Linked DNA regions of Gossypium hirsutum: all the other regions are linked to region 2. Evidence: chromatin contacts called from public Hi-C data. All regions are on one chromosome and are shown on one strand. Each heading gives the region's core, a stretch centred on a gene start, on an enhancer-like site or on the middle of the called end of the contact. The rest is flanking DNA. Distances are from core to core; before and after follow the strand shown.

What was found. A called contact is a pair of places that touch in the nucleus more often than the background predicts.
Region 1: a Hi-C map of leaf shows a contact between it and region 2, with 2.8 times the contacts expected there. The contact joins the enhancer-like site here to the promoter of LOC107962243 in region 2. A contact is called at or near these places in 2 of 34 Hi-C or Micro-C datasets (hypocotyl and leaf).
Region 3: a Hi-C map of hypocotyl shows a contact between it and region 2, with 2.5 times the contacts expected there. The contact joins the promoter of LOC107920922 here to the promoter of LOC107962243 in region 2. A contact is called at or near these places in 6 of 34 Hi-C or Micro-C datasets (callus, fibers, hypocotyl and 1 more).

What each region holds. Positions count from the first base shown.
Region 1 is chrA01:40,825,243-40,829,492 of Gossypium_hirsutum_v2.1, reverse strand. No RefSeq gene overlaps it. Among protein-coding and RNA genes, the nearest start is that of LOC107921968, 13 kb to the right of the region's middle. Within about 2 kb of position 2,907, at least 1 of the 9 cell types and tissues checked has an H3K27ac peak or open chromatin away from gene starts, as enhancers often do. A contact at or near this core is called in leaf, where this site is marked.
Region 2 is chrA01:40,591,039-40,595,342 of Gossypium_hirsutum_v2.1, reverse strand. LOC107962243 (F-box protein At1g78280) reads left to right here and starts at 2,249. Exons shown (of 16, transcript XM_016898561.2): 1 at 2,249-2,803; 2 at 2,917-3,027; 3 at 3,149-3,204; 4 at 3,335-3,477; 5 at 3,711-3,908; 6 at 4,061-4,260. The coding sequence starts at 2,652.
Region 3 is chrA01:40,753,392-40,757,922 of Gossypium_hirsutum_v2.1, reverse strand. LOC107920922 (MADS-box protein AGL24-like) reads left to right here and starts at 2,110. Exons shown (of 7, transcript NM_001327183.1): 1 at 2,110-2,291. The coding sequence starts at 2,110.

The DNA.
Region 1 (4,250 bases), core at 1,658-4,157, 230 kb before region 2:
GTTGAAACTTGATATTTAATCTAATACATTATTTTTTTTGATATAATTTGATCTTTCCACTCTTATAATGTCATTAGTTAGTCTAAATATTTAATATTATTAACTATTTCAATAAAATAGTTAGTCTAAATATTTAATATTATTAATTGTTTCAATAAAATTATCAATGTTAATTTTACTTAGGAACAATATTTCAACAAAAAAAATTTATTATGATGAATTCGAATAAATGTTTTTAAGAGAAAAAAATTCATAAAAACATTTTCAATATTATTTTTATTGTTACATAATTACAAAGTGATTTTTTTAAAATTTTAAAATGTCATATCAGCGAATTTAATAGAAGAATTTTAACCATGGTAACAATCGGATCTAAATTTTTAAATCCAAAAAGTAGAGGGTCTAAAATTTTGAAACTAAAAGTAGGATCATAATATATTTTAAACTTCAAATTTGATCTCAATAATTTGACACAAATAAATAATCAACCTAACGCAAAGCGAGAGAATCATACTAGTTATAGTTAAGATAAGGTTTTATTATTAAATTCACATTTTGTTTTGAGAAATTAGCAAATTCACATTTAAACTATATTTCCACTCTCACATTGGTACTTTTTTTTATATAATATTAGGAGTGGGGGTGGGGTAATGCAGTTTGAATCCAAGCCAAATGGGTATCTAATAAAAAAAACTTTAACCACCACTCTATACAAGACAAAACCACTCTCATATTGATTCTTAAAGCTTTCAAATAGTGGTACTTAGATTATTAATTTTGTTTCATTGTATAAAAAGGTGTACAATATCTAATAGAACACGCTACGTGTCATGTTTTTATTTCCTGATATTGTTTTTGGGTAAATTGAAACAAAACTGATAGTTTAAAAAAGCTTTAAATATGTCAATAAAGCCTTGGCATTGTTGGCAAAAGCTGAGGCCCTGAGTATCTACGTTTGGGTCCTTCCATGTGCAACTACGCACGTGTGGGTCCCTAATCCCATCTTATGTGTATGCAATGTGTGAATTTTATCCCGTTCTTCCACATCTTGTACGTATGATATGTGTGAGTTTTATCGAGTTCTTCCCTATCTTGTGTGTATGTCATGTATGGATTTTATCCAATTCTTTCCTATCTTGTGTATATGCTATGTGTGGGTTTTATCCCGTTCTTCCCTATCTTGTGTGTATGTCATGTATGGGTTTTATTCAATTCTTCTCTCTCTTGTATATATGTCCGTTGTGCTTTATATTGATTTGATTCTATGCCATGTGTGGATTTTATTTGATTCTATGAATGTAAGTATTTATATTAATGCTCCCTAAAAAGAGTTTTTAAATACTAACATGAGAAATAGGTATGATTTTTTAGTGAATATTTACTAATAAAACGGTTAAGAAATTAATGTATCGATGGGGACAACTGATGAAAGCAGGCAATGATGCTTCTTTCTAAATTTTAAACAAAGGTTTGAATTAATCATTAATTTTGTTTAAAAAAATTATTAATTTTACAGGCGGGCATTTGGGTCTGAACGAATGACTTAACCCATGATCAGGTCTAGAGAAAATGGAAGAGGGAAGAGAAAAAGAAGACGTGAAAAAAAAAAGAAATTTTGTTAATTTAATTTAGTATATATATTTTTAAGTCAAAAAAAGCAAAAAGAAAAAGAATTTAAACAAATTTTTAATTATTTTTAAAATATATATATCAATTATTCTAATTTGATGTAGAGTTAAAAAATATGTCTTTGTATAATTTTTGTAATTTATATATTTTTTAGATTTTATAGATAGATATTTTTATGAATTTTTATATCTTTATTTCAATTGTTTTTAGAAACTTAAGCTTTATATATTTAATAAAATAAAATTTATACATTTTATAAGAGAATGTCATGTGTCACTTTTTTTTATTGGCTAAAACATGTCACGTGATTTTTTTTTGTCAAAGTTGTGTTACAATTTTTTTATTATTAAAGTTCATTACAAAATGGACTAAGAAGATAAGAAATACATACTTTAAGTATCAAATTGGGTCATGAAAAATTTAGGTACCAAAATGAGAAAATAAGTACACTTCAAAAGTTAAATAGTAAATTAAGCCAATACAAAAAATTAACACTTACTACAATGACAATAAAAATAATAACACAACTTATACCACTTGTAGAACATATTCAATAATTGCGACAATAATAAGAATACAACATTGATTAAAAACAGTTTTAAATTTATTGTCAGTAATTGTTAAACACAATAATAATGGACAAAAAAACAAATGACAACTTTACTAACACTAATTCATGAATTATGACTAAAAAAAAAACACTAACATGATAAAAGTGACTTGTAGAAATTTGAATAGTATTTTGAATGGCTTAAGGTTTGTAGATGTTTGAGAGAATTTTGGGATAATTTTTTTAAATTAATTTTGATTTAATAAATTGTAAAACTTATAAGAAAGGGGAAATGGATCAACAACTTAAAAATAACATGATCTTGATATCCATAGGTGGCTAATTCAATGTGTTATAAAAGACCTGAACTCAATACCCATAAATATTAAATTCTTATTACATCAAGCTAAATTTGTATCCATAACAAAAAAAATGTAAAAACTTTAAGGGAAATATCTCAACAATTATCGATATAAAAATCATTCATCATCAATAAATGATTAAACAATAGATTGTATATATAGTATTCTAACATTAATGAGATAAGTTGACACCCATAAATATGTGTTAGTTTTACCTAAATTTGTCATTTTCTGTATAATTAAATAACAATGAATAAGATTGAAATTTAGAAAGCAAATTAAAATTGTTTGCATATGGAAATTGAGAAAGCGTAGATTATGTTATGTAAAATGTGGTCCAATTTGATTACTCCATGTGTGCAATACGGATAAGCAATTCTTTTTCTTTTTCATCACAATTTGGTCATGCACTGCACTGACTATATTCATTCATCCAATTCCAAATGGAATGTGCAAAAGCCACAACCTTCTTTGTTTTGACATAATCAGACAAAGCCAAGATCTACCGTCCAATCACTATCATAATATTATAATTATCAACAATGAAATTAATTTCATAGCTGAAAACTTTTTTTTTAAATAGTTTGGGTTGGAATAATAGTTATATAAAATTTCATAATAAAATTAAAAAAATATTATTTATTTTTAATTAGTATTTTTAAAATAAAAATAAATACGATATATAATGACTTTTTTTAATTTCAACTTGTGAAATTAAAATATTTCACCTAATAGTACTCTTTAAGTATATATATATTTGCAATAAAAATGTCCACTTCTCTAAAAAATATTATAATTTAAAATTTTAAATTTTAAATTTTAAAATTAAGAATTAAAAATTAAATTCGGTAGTAATTTTTTAAAAATTGAATATCTATTTGAAGGGTTCGATGCATTTAACTTGGATTTGCCATTTTTAGTATTGCTTTCCTAGTTTCAATGTAGCTAAAACTGACTATATACAGTATGTCCAAGAGTTGGTAGCCGGCCAAGCTTGAAAACCCTTGCTCGTCTTAAGAAAAGTTTGGTATATAGGAGTCAATCTTTTGTAATGAAAACGAAAAAGCTTTCAATGTAACGCCTGTTTCATAGTAGAGCACATGACATGGAACTTCTTTAGGTGCTTGAGGATCTTTGTTTGAAAACCATGAAAAGTAGGAATTAAACCATATTTCAGTTCAAAAAGATGCTGAATGTAAAATGATTGATGATTTAGTTCTCGTGCAGCTAACTCTCATAAAGTTCCAGTATCAATCATAACTCCTTTTATTTCACTGATCTTGATTTTTCTAGATGACGACTAGCTGTTGCTATCTGATTCAATTGCAGCAAACAATGGGTTTCGATTCATTCTAGTTTCTCGTCTTAATTTTCTTGCACTTCTTTCAATCTTCGGATCGTACACGAGGTCACCTATATGAGAAGATTGGGGCATAAAGATAAACAAAACCTAAAAAAAAAAATATATATTCACATCAATCCTCAGCAACGTTGTCAAATTTTGATAGGCCGTCGGGGCTTACAAAAATAAAGCCTACTTAAATAAATAAATAATTGTAATTAGTGAGAAGGGTTGAATCCACAAACATCAATAGTAATTTTATTCCATTAATTAAAATAAATAAAAAGGAGGTTTTTTTTAAAGAAACTTAAAATTAAAGAGAAAACTAAATTTAAAATTTAGTAAAGAAAGTGATAATTAAAAGTTT
Region 2 (4,304 bases), core at 1,000-3,499:
AGAAGAACAGAAAAATAAAAGAATCCTTCCCGGTGAAGGATATATATAGTCCCTCCAACCCCTTTAACTAAAACCAATTCACAGCCACCTAGAAATACCTTAATCATCATGTCTCTCACTAACATATACTTAGTTCAAAACTAACGGAACTATGGTTGAAATCCAACTTTCCCTCAACCAGCCCGCTACTTGTTCTTATTTGCAAAAAAAACCCGCCAGATTAGAGAACCTTTGAATTTAGTATGCCAAACTCTTTTGCTACATAAGATTTTACAATCTGAGTGTGACATTCATCCAAAGTGTCATAGGATAATTCTAACTCACCTCTCATTTACAAATGATCTTTTAATCTTTGTAAAAGGTTTAGCTGATTCAGTGGTTGGAGTCTGGTGTATTTTGTAAGAATTTTACACTATTTTTGGCCTTCAACTCAATGCTGCTAAGACTGAGATCTTCCTTGTCATGGTGGCTGTAATTGGGTTTACATACATTACCTTGGTGTGCCTTTGGTGCCTAATGTTGATTGCAAACCCTTCATTGAGAAGATAACTTGTAGGATTAATTATTGGTCTGATTAATTATTGGTCTCCCAAACACTTAATTTTGCTGGTAAACTTCAACTGATCAAATATGTTCTCTTCAGCGTGCAAGCTTTATAGAGCAGATAGTACCTTCTACCTAAGTTTGTTCTCTAGAGTACTACCTAGTTGTCCCTAAGATTTTTCTAGAAGGGGTCCAATAGCAGTGCTGTAGGGGTTAGGGTGAGCACCATCTGCTTACTCAAGTCAGAGAGAGGATTAAGCATCAGAAATTTAGAGGAGTGGAACAAAGTTTGCATGTCTTAACTAATTCCAGTCTTGCTTGCTTCTGAGGGTTCCTTACGGATTGCTTGGATCCAAATGTATGCGTCAAAAGGGGATTCTTTTTGGAATGTTTCTTTGAATTCCTCTAGTAGTTGGACATGGAGGAGGCTCCTTAATCTGAGGGATCTTGCTGCTGAATTTATTTTGCGGTTCCCTACTCAAATGAAAGGGGAAAAGGCAGAGGCTTATCTGGTTTCCACTTCATGTGCCTAAACACTCACTTATTGCATAGATGGATATTTTGAACAGGCTACCTATAAGAGATTGGTTAATTGCTTGTGGTTTTAACATTGATAGCAGTTGCCTTTAATGTTCCTCTGCTACTGAAAACAAGAGACTGCATCTTTTTTGAACGTGAGTTCGCCCGAGGGCTTTGGGGATTGATTTTGGTTCTCTACGGCATTACAAGATCTATTGGGACTTGGATTCAAGAGTTGAATTGGGCTATGAATTAATTGAAAGGTAAGTCTCTCATAGTTTGCATTCTCAAACTTGCATGGACTGCATTTATACATATCATTTGGTTTGAGCGGAATGGCAGACTCTTTGGCAAACCTTCTAATCTGGTGGAGGTCTTGCTTGCAAGAATTCAAGAAGTGCTGAGAGTTCGGCTGAATGGTAAACAGATTAATAAGATGTACACCATTAACAAACACCTTTGCTTGAATTGGGGCTTATCTAGTACATGAATGTATAGTTTTGTTGTATAGTTTCTTGTTGAGTGATGTTGTTCATGTAGCAGGTTTTTTTTTTCTTTTTGGTAATGAATTCTTCACTTATCAAAAAAAAAATTAAGTTTGATAGTTTTGTTGAATTCAATTCAACTCTAAATTCAAAAATAATAACATTTTCTTTATTTTCATCATTTGGACTGTTTTGGTTTAAGAAAACAGTGAAAATTTTATTTTACAGATAAATTTTGCGAGTGATATTATATAAATGATTTTACATTTTAAAAACATGCTTGTTGAAACAAGTTTATTTTTTATATATGAATAACGAAATCGTCAGTCTTTGTTTGGAGAACATTTTGTTTAAATTAAAGCTGATATTAGAGAAATGAAATTATTTAGAGCTTCGAGAAGTTTCAGTTGCAGAGATAATGGAGCGAAATTGGAAGATTAGGGGAGAGATGGAGTTAAATGTTTGTAATTGACTAGAAAAAAATTTATATGTAACAATGACATAAAAAAAAATGATAATATGTATTAATTTAATTGATTGAGCCCATATCCTATGTGATGGGAATGGTCCATTAGTTTAAACATATGGATGAGATAGTGTCTAAAAGTTGGACTTTTATACAATGATGTTTCGGAGTTAAGCCCATATAGAGGATATGGTTGTAACTTAGATACATCTCGTCTGGCCGATTGATTTGCCCTGCTGATTGTCTGCTAATGTTATTTGCTTGAGTCTCCCCCTTCTTTTTTTATTTTCGATGGTGGAAACCTGATTCAACTTAAGATTGTTCCTATTTCCTTAGTTTGTATCTTAGGGTTTTTCGACCTCTTGCACTCTCTGTTGTACTACCCATATTATTTATCTTGTGCGAGACATCTTTCTCTGCTTGTGACTTTTCTTCCAATGGAAGTTATAAATTTTAATTAATATATAGCATTGAAAGTCTTAGTAGACACGTGGCAACGCGCTCTGCGTTATTTCCAAGCAAAGTTGTTTAAAAGACGACGAAACAAATCTATATTACCTTTAATCTGTTTGCTTCGATCGATCCCCATATTCCCTCTGACCCCCCCCCCCCAAAATAAAAAAAACCTGAACTCATCAATGGAAAATTCTCATGAATCCCAGAGTTTGCATCTCAAAGACCGCCGCGTGGATGCCCTGGGCAACTTCAACCTCCTCCCCGACGAACTCATTTGTGCCATCTTAGATTACCTCACTCCTCTTGAAATAGCTCGTCTCGCTTGTGTCAGCAGGTTTTTGTTTTTCTTTGCTCTCTTTTTATTCTTAATTTTTCCAATTCCCATATTCTCGCTTTTTAATCTTCTTCTGTCTAATATATTTTCTTATTTTGAGTTTGCATTTTTAGTGTTATGTATATATTCTGCAATGAAGAGCCGCTTTGGATGAGCCTTTGCCTCAAGAAAGTCAACGGTCCACTTCCATACAAAGGCTCCTGGAAAAAGACGACGTTGCATTTGTATTTTCATCTTTGCAGCTGAAACTGAAACTTAAATTTCCTATTTTCTTTTTGCTTCAATTTTGTATTTTAGTATCTAATATCGCTGGCTTTTTATTTATTTATAATAATTTTAATGCAGAGAGAATTTGCCGAATAAATATATAGACTATTGCCGAAAACCATTGCAGTTTGATGGTAAATAGCCTCACGTTTTTGTTTTTATGAAAATAAATCCTTTCTTTATTTAAATGATGGCATTGATTTGAGTAATTGTTAACATATATATATTATATTTTTTTTTTGGGGGGGGGGGAGGGGGCTGCAGGATTTCACTCTTTCTTCTTATACAAAAGATTATATAGGTGCCATACTACATTAGACGGATTTTCTTTCGATGATGGAAATGTTGAAAGACAAAACGATTTATCAAAGGAACAGTTTGATCGCGAATATGATGGGAAAAAACCGGTATGCTACATATATTTTATGTTTGTTTTCAGTAAATTGTGTTGAACTCACTGCTTCTGTCAATGATTGCTATGGTATCCCCTACATATTTGTCCTTTGTTGAGTATTTAAAAGAAATCTGTTGCATTATATCTGTAAATGTTGCACTCTTCCTTAATGCCAGATTTTATGAGTTAAGCAGCTGGATAACAATTTCTGCTTTTTGGATGGGGTTCTTGCTAATTACATTCCAGGTTTTGCTCACTGGATTGGCCGAGTATTGGCCCGCAAGGACTAATTGGACAATTGACAAACTACTGCTCAAATATGGAGATACAGCATTTAAGATCTCTCAAAGAACTGCTGGAAAAATTTCAATGAAATTCAAGGATTATGTATCATACATGAACGAACAGCATGATGAGGATCCTCTTTATATTTTTGATCACAAGGTGAGCTTAGGGTAGTCATAACATTCATACATTTGTGTGCCTATTTATGTGCAAGTATGTGCTTGGCTTTTTTTTCCCTCTCCTTGGGGAGCATGATGGAATAGTGGCCTCTTTAGAAAAACCTCAAAGTATTATGATTGTTTGTCATGTAGTTTGGAGAATCTGCACCTGGGTTATTGGAAGATTACAATGTGGCCCAAATATTTCAAGAAGACTTCTTTGATGTTCTAGATAGAGATAGTCGACCACCATTCAGATGGCTTATCATTGGGCCAGAGAGGTCTGGTGCCTCTTGGCATGTTGATCCAGCACTTACCAGCGCCTGGAATACCCTTCTATGTGGTCTTAAAAGGTATTTTTGAGATGTTACCTCTGTATTTATAAAATGCTTCCATG
Region 3 (4,531 bases), core at 861-3,360, 160 kb before region 2:
CACATGGCAAATGTTCATATTTTAAAAAAATTCATCCAAAATTACTGCCCGAATTGTCGGATCCTCGTATAGTGTCCATTGAAATTATATGAACATGATAAAAATATTAGTTATATATATAATACTAAATACTAAATACAAAACGACTATTTTATTATGTATATATATTTTATTTAATACTTACTTGTGCTTCTGACCTTTGGTCTAATAAAAGCCATATATTTTTAAGAAAGGTGGGTATTCCAACATAACTTGTCGAATGGTTCCACCTAATTAAATAAATTTTTAGCATACAATTATATTATAAATCTACGTAATAATTGTAAAATCTAATATAAAATTTACCTCGTTATTAGTGGGAATGTATATGGGTGGTTCACTCGAGGACGTAAAAATGAAAAGCGAAACCGTGCCCATGATTATAGTAGTGATAGGCAACCTCTGATTTTTACTTTATTCGGTCGTGTCGCTTCGCACATCTCCTGGTACAATGTTGCTAACACGGCAAACCCCCAACTAAATTTACCAGCTGCTCTAAAATCAACGAGTTATAAAAAATTATTAAATAAAAATTAATTAAAATTGCATAAATAAAAAAAACATCAAATAGTATTGAAAAATTAATTAAAATTATCACTTACCATTGTCATTTGATCGACGGAGATGTATTTATTATCGAGATGAATTAATTCTCCGGCCATTACTAACACGATAAAATATTTTTTAATTAAAAAAATTAATTAAAAAAATTTTAAATAGAGCTTTTTTGCAAAAATTAAATAGAGTTTTGAAAAAATATGATAAAAATTTGAGAGAATTTGGAGAAAATTTAGAAAAAATTATGAGAGGACTTTTGGGTGAAAAAATGAAAGGGGACCTTTTATATATATTTTTTTGATCGTTGGAGGTCAAACAGTTAAGTGACCATTGGAACAGGGCAAAACGCGTTCTTAGGGGAGTATTTTATCTACGTCAGCATAAAACGCGCCTTCAAGGAAGTACTTTGTGCTGACGTGGACAAAACGCTTTCTTAAGAATACGTTTTGCTGACATATCTCTTGACTTTGTGCTAACGTAGACGTCCTTTTAAAAAATTTTAACATTTCTAATAAATAATTAAAAAATTAATCTATTTTTATAAATAATTTTAGAAATGGCGTTTTTCACTAAATTACCCAGAAAGGGAGGTAGGGGGTGATATACAAATATAAGAGAAAAATCATAATTGGAAAGTAGGAAGTGATAAAGAAAGAAAGGAATTCTGGAGCTATCGCGGTCGGTTGATTGATGGAAGTGACGCGATGATGTGGCCGTAGAGGGGAAGCCAAAGTAAAAGTGGGGTTAATATCTTGGGTTTTTGGCCAATGACAGTCTCCATTGTACGGAAAGCCCTCGTCCACAAAAAAATCCCCAAAATAAGGATTATTTTATTAGAAAAAAAAGTGAAATAGAATAAAGAAAAGGAGTTAAATGTAGTCACTTTGTTTGGTTTGATCAAATCTGCTATTATTGGTGATCAGAGCTGATTTTGGCTATTCCTTTCTCTGCATACAAAAAGGAAAATAAAACGGAGTGAGACTTAATTTCCAAAAACAAAATGTCCGAAGACTGAAGATAAAATATAGAAAGCTTCTCTTTATATGTAGTTCTAAAAAGCAAGGTCTGAAGAGGAGACCTTTCCTTTCTTGAGTCAGGTAACAGTCCCAAACCGAAGGGCTTTTGCCTTTCTTTTTTCTCTCTCTTTTATGGTTTTTCAGTTTAAACCTCTGTATTTGGGAGGCTTTTGATTCCTGTCACCAGACCTAACTCCAGCTCCTGAACAAATATATCTCAATAAGGTAAATTTAATGAAAGTAAACCCACCAATCCGACTCCTTTTATGTCTGAGTTTTTAGTTCTGTCAGTTTCTTTCTTCTTTTAGAAACCTGGATCTGAAACATGGGGTCTTTCGCTAGGGCTTCAGCTTAAAATTTCCTCAAATGAACTTGGCACAAAAAGTCAAGAAAACTCACTTTTTCCCTCTTGTTTTTAAGTCATTTTATGTATTATTGTTACTATTTTTTTTTCCTCTGAGAGGAGTTTTTTTATATTGTTATTTTTAAGGTAGAAATGGCGAGGGAGAAGATCAAGATCAAGAAGATAGACAACTTGACGGCTAGGCAAGTGACTTTCTCTAAAAGAAGGCGAGGGCTTTTCAAGAAAGCTGAAGAGCTTTCAGTTCTTTGTGACGCTGAGTTTGCTCTCATTATTTTCTCAGCTACTGGAAAGCTCTTTGAGTTTGCTACCTCCAGGTATATTTTCCATCAACTTCCAATAATACTCTTTCTCTTCTTTTACTTTCTGTCTACTTATATCATAGTTATAGATGGAGAGAGAGCAAAGGGAACTTGTAGTAAGCTTCCGTTGCCATGTCCGGTTTAGATCCTGTGACAGATCTTCCAAAACAAAAATTAAGCCTTTAATGAAAAAGAATAAAAAAAAAAGCTAAGTCTTAAACAAACCTGGTAACATGATATTTGTTTTTGTTCAGATTCCATAGATCGTGGAGGCTATACTACTATACTGATATCTTTTGCATAAAATAGCCACACACACTCTCTCTCTAAAAAGATACCAATATTTCTTTTTATAATTAAAAAAATTCTCGATGTCTTTTTGATTTAATTTTTCCTGGCTTTATTCATTAATCGATTGGTTTTAGTTCATAAGTGTTGGATAAATTTGGGCATTCTGCATTTGATCTTCCTATGCCCTTCGGTTACTGATTTATTGGGGTATGAGATCTTTGTTTTTCCATGGTATATGTTGAGAATCTTTACCGGCACATTTAGCTAAAGATTATATCCATTTTAAATTTACCCACAAACTTCTTATTATTATATTATATTTATATTTTGTTTGGATTTTTATGTTTATTTTTTTATTAAATATTCGTTTCAATATATATTAAAATATGGGGGTGAGGTTTAATCTCCCAAAGTTAGTTGCGTTGGATGTTTTACAATATATTAATCCTCATATGTTATCAGATCTTACCTTTGATTTCAATGTATCCCGACTCATTTTCCAAACTGTTTCTAATCAATGTTATGCAAAGAGCATATATTGGTAAGCAAGCATACAAGTTTTTGCATTAGGTCTAGTTTCTTGCATTACTTACAGAATATTCTATATATTTTCCAAAATCCAGTTCTATCGCGAAATTATATATTAAATCGGGGAGGAACTTAAGTGTCCAAGCTTAAACTTTAGACCTTAACTAAGACTAAAAGTTAGTTGACAATGTTTAAAGCTTATATTGCGAATAAATTCTACAAATAAGAACCCATTTATCCGGTTAATGTCTAAAAAAGGTTGAGTTCGTAAAAGTCTAATGATATCAGTTCAGGGGACAAATCTTGAAAATGCTAATTTTTGGTTGCCCTTCTTGTGTATTTTTAGTGGGGCTGGAATGGGTTTTAGTTGAGACTTTTCTTTTAGATAATGTTGATATTAGAGCTTGCAAAATGCTATGTTTTGCTTTAATAGGTTGTAGCTAGTACTGAAATCTTTTGGTTTTCAATAAATTATTTGACTTGGCCGAAAAGAAAATACACTTGTTTGTTAATATTGCATATTTGAGTACTCAATTTATTTTTTGAATATTGAAAACTTCATTTTTGAATTTATGGGTTTAGAATATTAATTAAAGAGTATTTAGTTATCTATCTCTGTTCCTTTTAAGTGAATATTATATACTAATGCTTCTTTTGGTTATTAGTATATTATAATAAGATAAGTAAAAAAGTATTTATTACATATATTACAATAGTTAAATTTAAAAACAATAATTAGTACAAATTTAAATTTAAAATTAAAAAAAATTAATAATAACTCTTATAAAAAATAAAATATCTTCAAAATAAACAAAAAACTCTTTCCCTTTCCTATAAATAGGTGCATAATAGTTTATTGCTTTTTCTTTTATTTCAGTTTTAAAGTAAAGAGTTTAATTTTTGAAAATCTCAAAATGGAAAAACTTAAATAGAAATTGAACGTAACATTCGAGCATAAATACATGCCGGAATCATTCTTTTAACATTCGAGTTTGAATGTTAAATGTACAAAATGGATTCATGTTTGAGATCCAATATGAACTAATTTTTTCTATTACTAAATAGCTAGTTGCTTTCTTGTTTGTTCTGCTGTGTTTTGTATTCACTTCTGTTGCGGTTCAATTATGTTTTGTTTTGTATTTTTACACACCTGTTACAAATAAAAAGACTGAAGAACTTTATATTAGAAGTTAGATTATAATTTATTTATTTTATTAAAAAAGTAAATTAATTCATATATAATTGTTTGGTTATTTTATTCGTCATGTCAGTATCTAATGGTAGAAATGGTTAAGATTTTTAATATTAAAGATTAATTAATTTTTTAATTTAACATATAAAAATTAATTTATTATTTTTTAAATAAAAGGTGCAAAATACAATCTAACTCCTCAGTAGCTTACTTTTACTCTCTGCTAGATCTTTTCATGTATTTG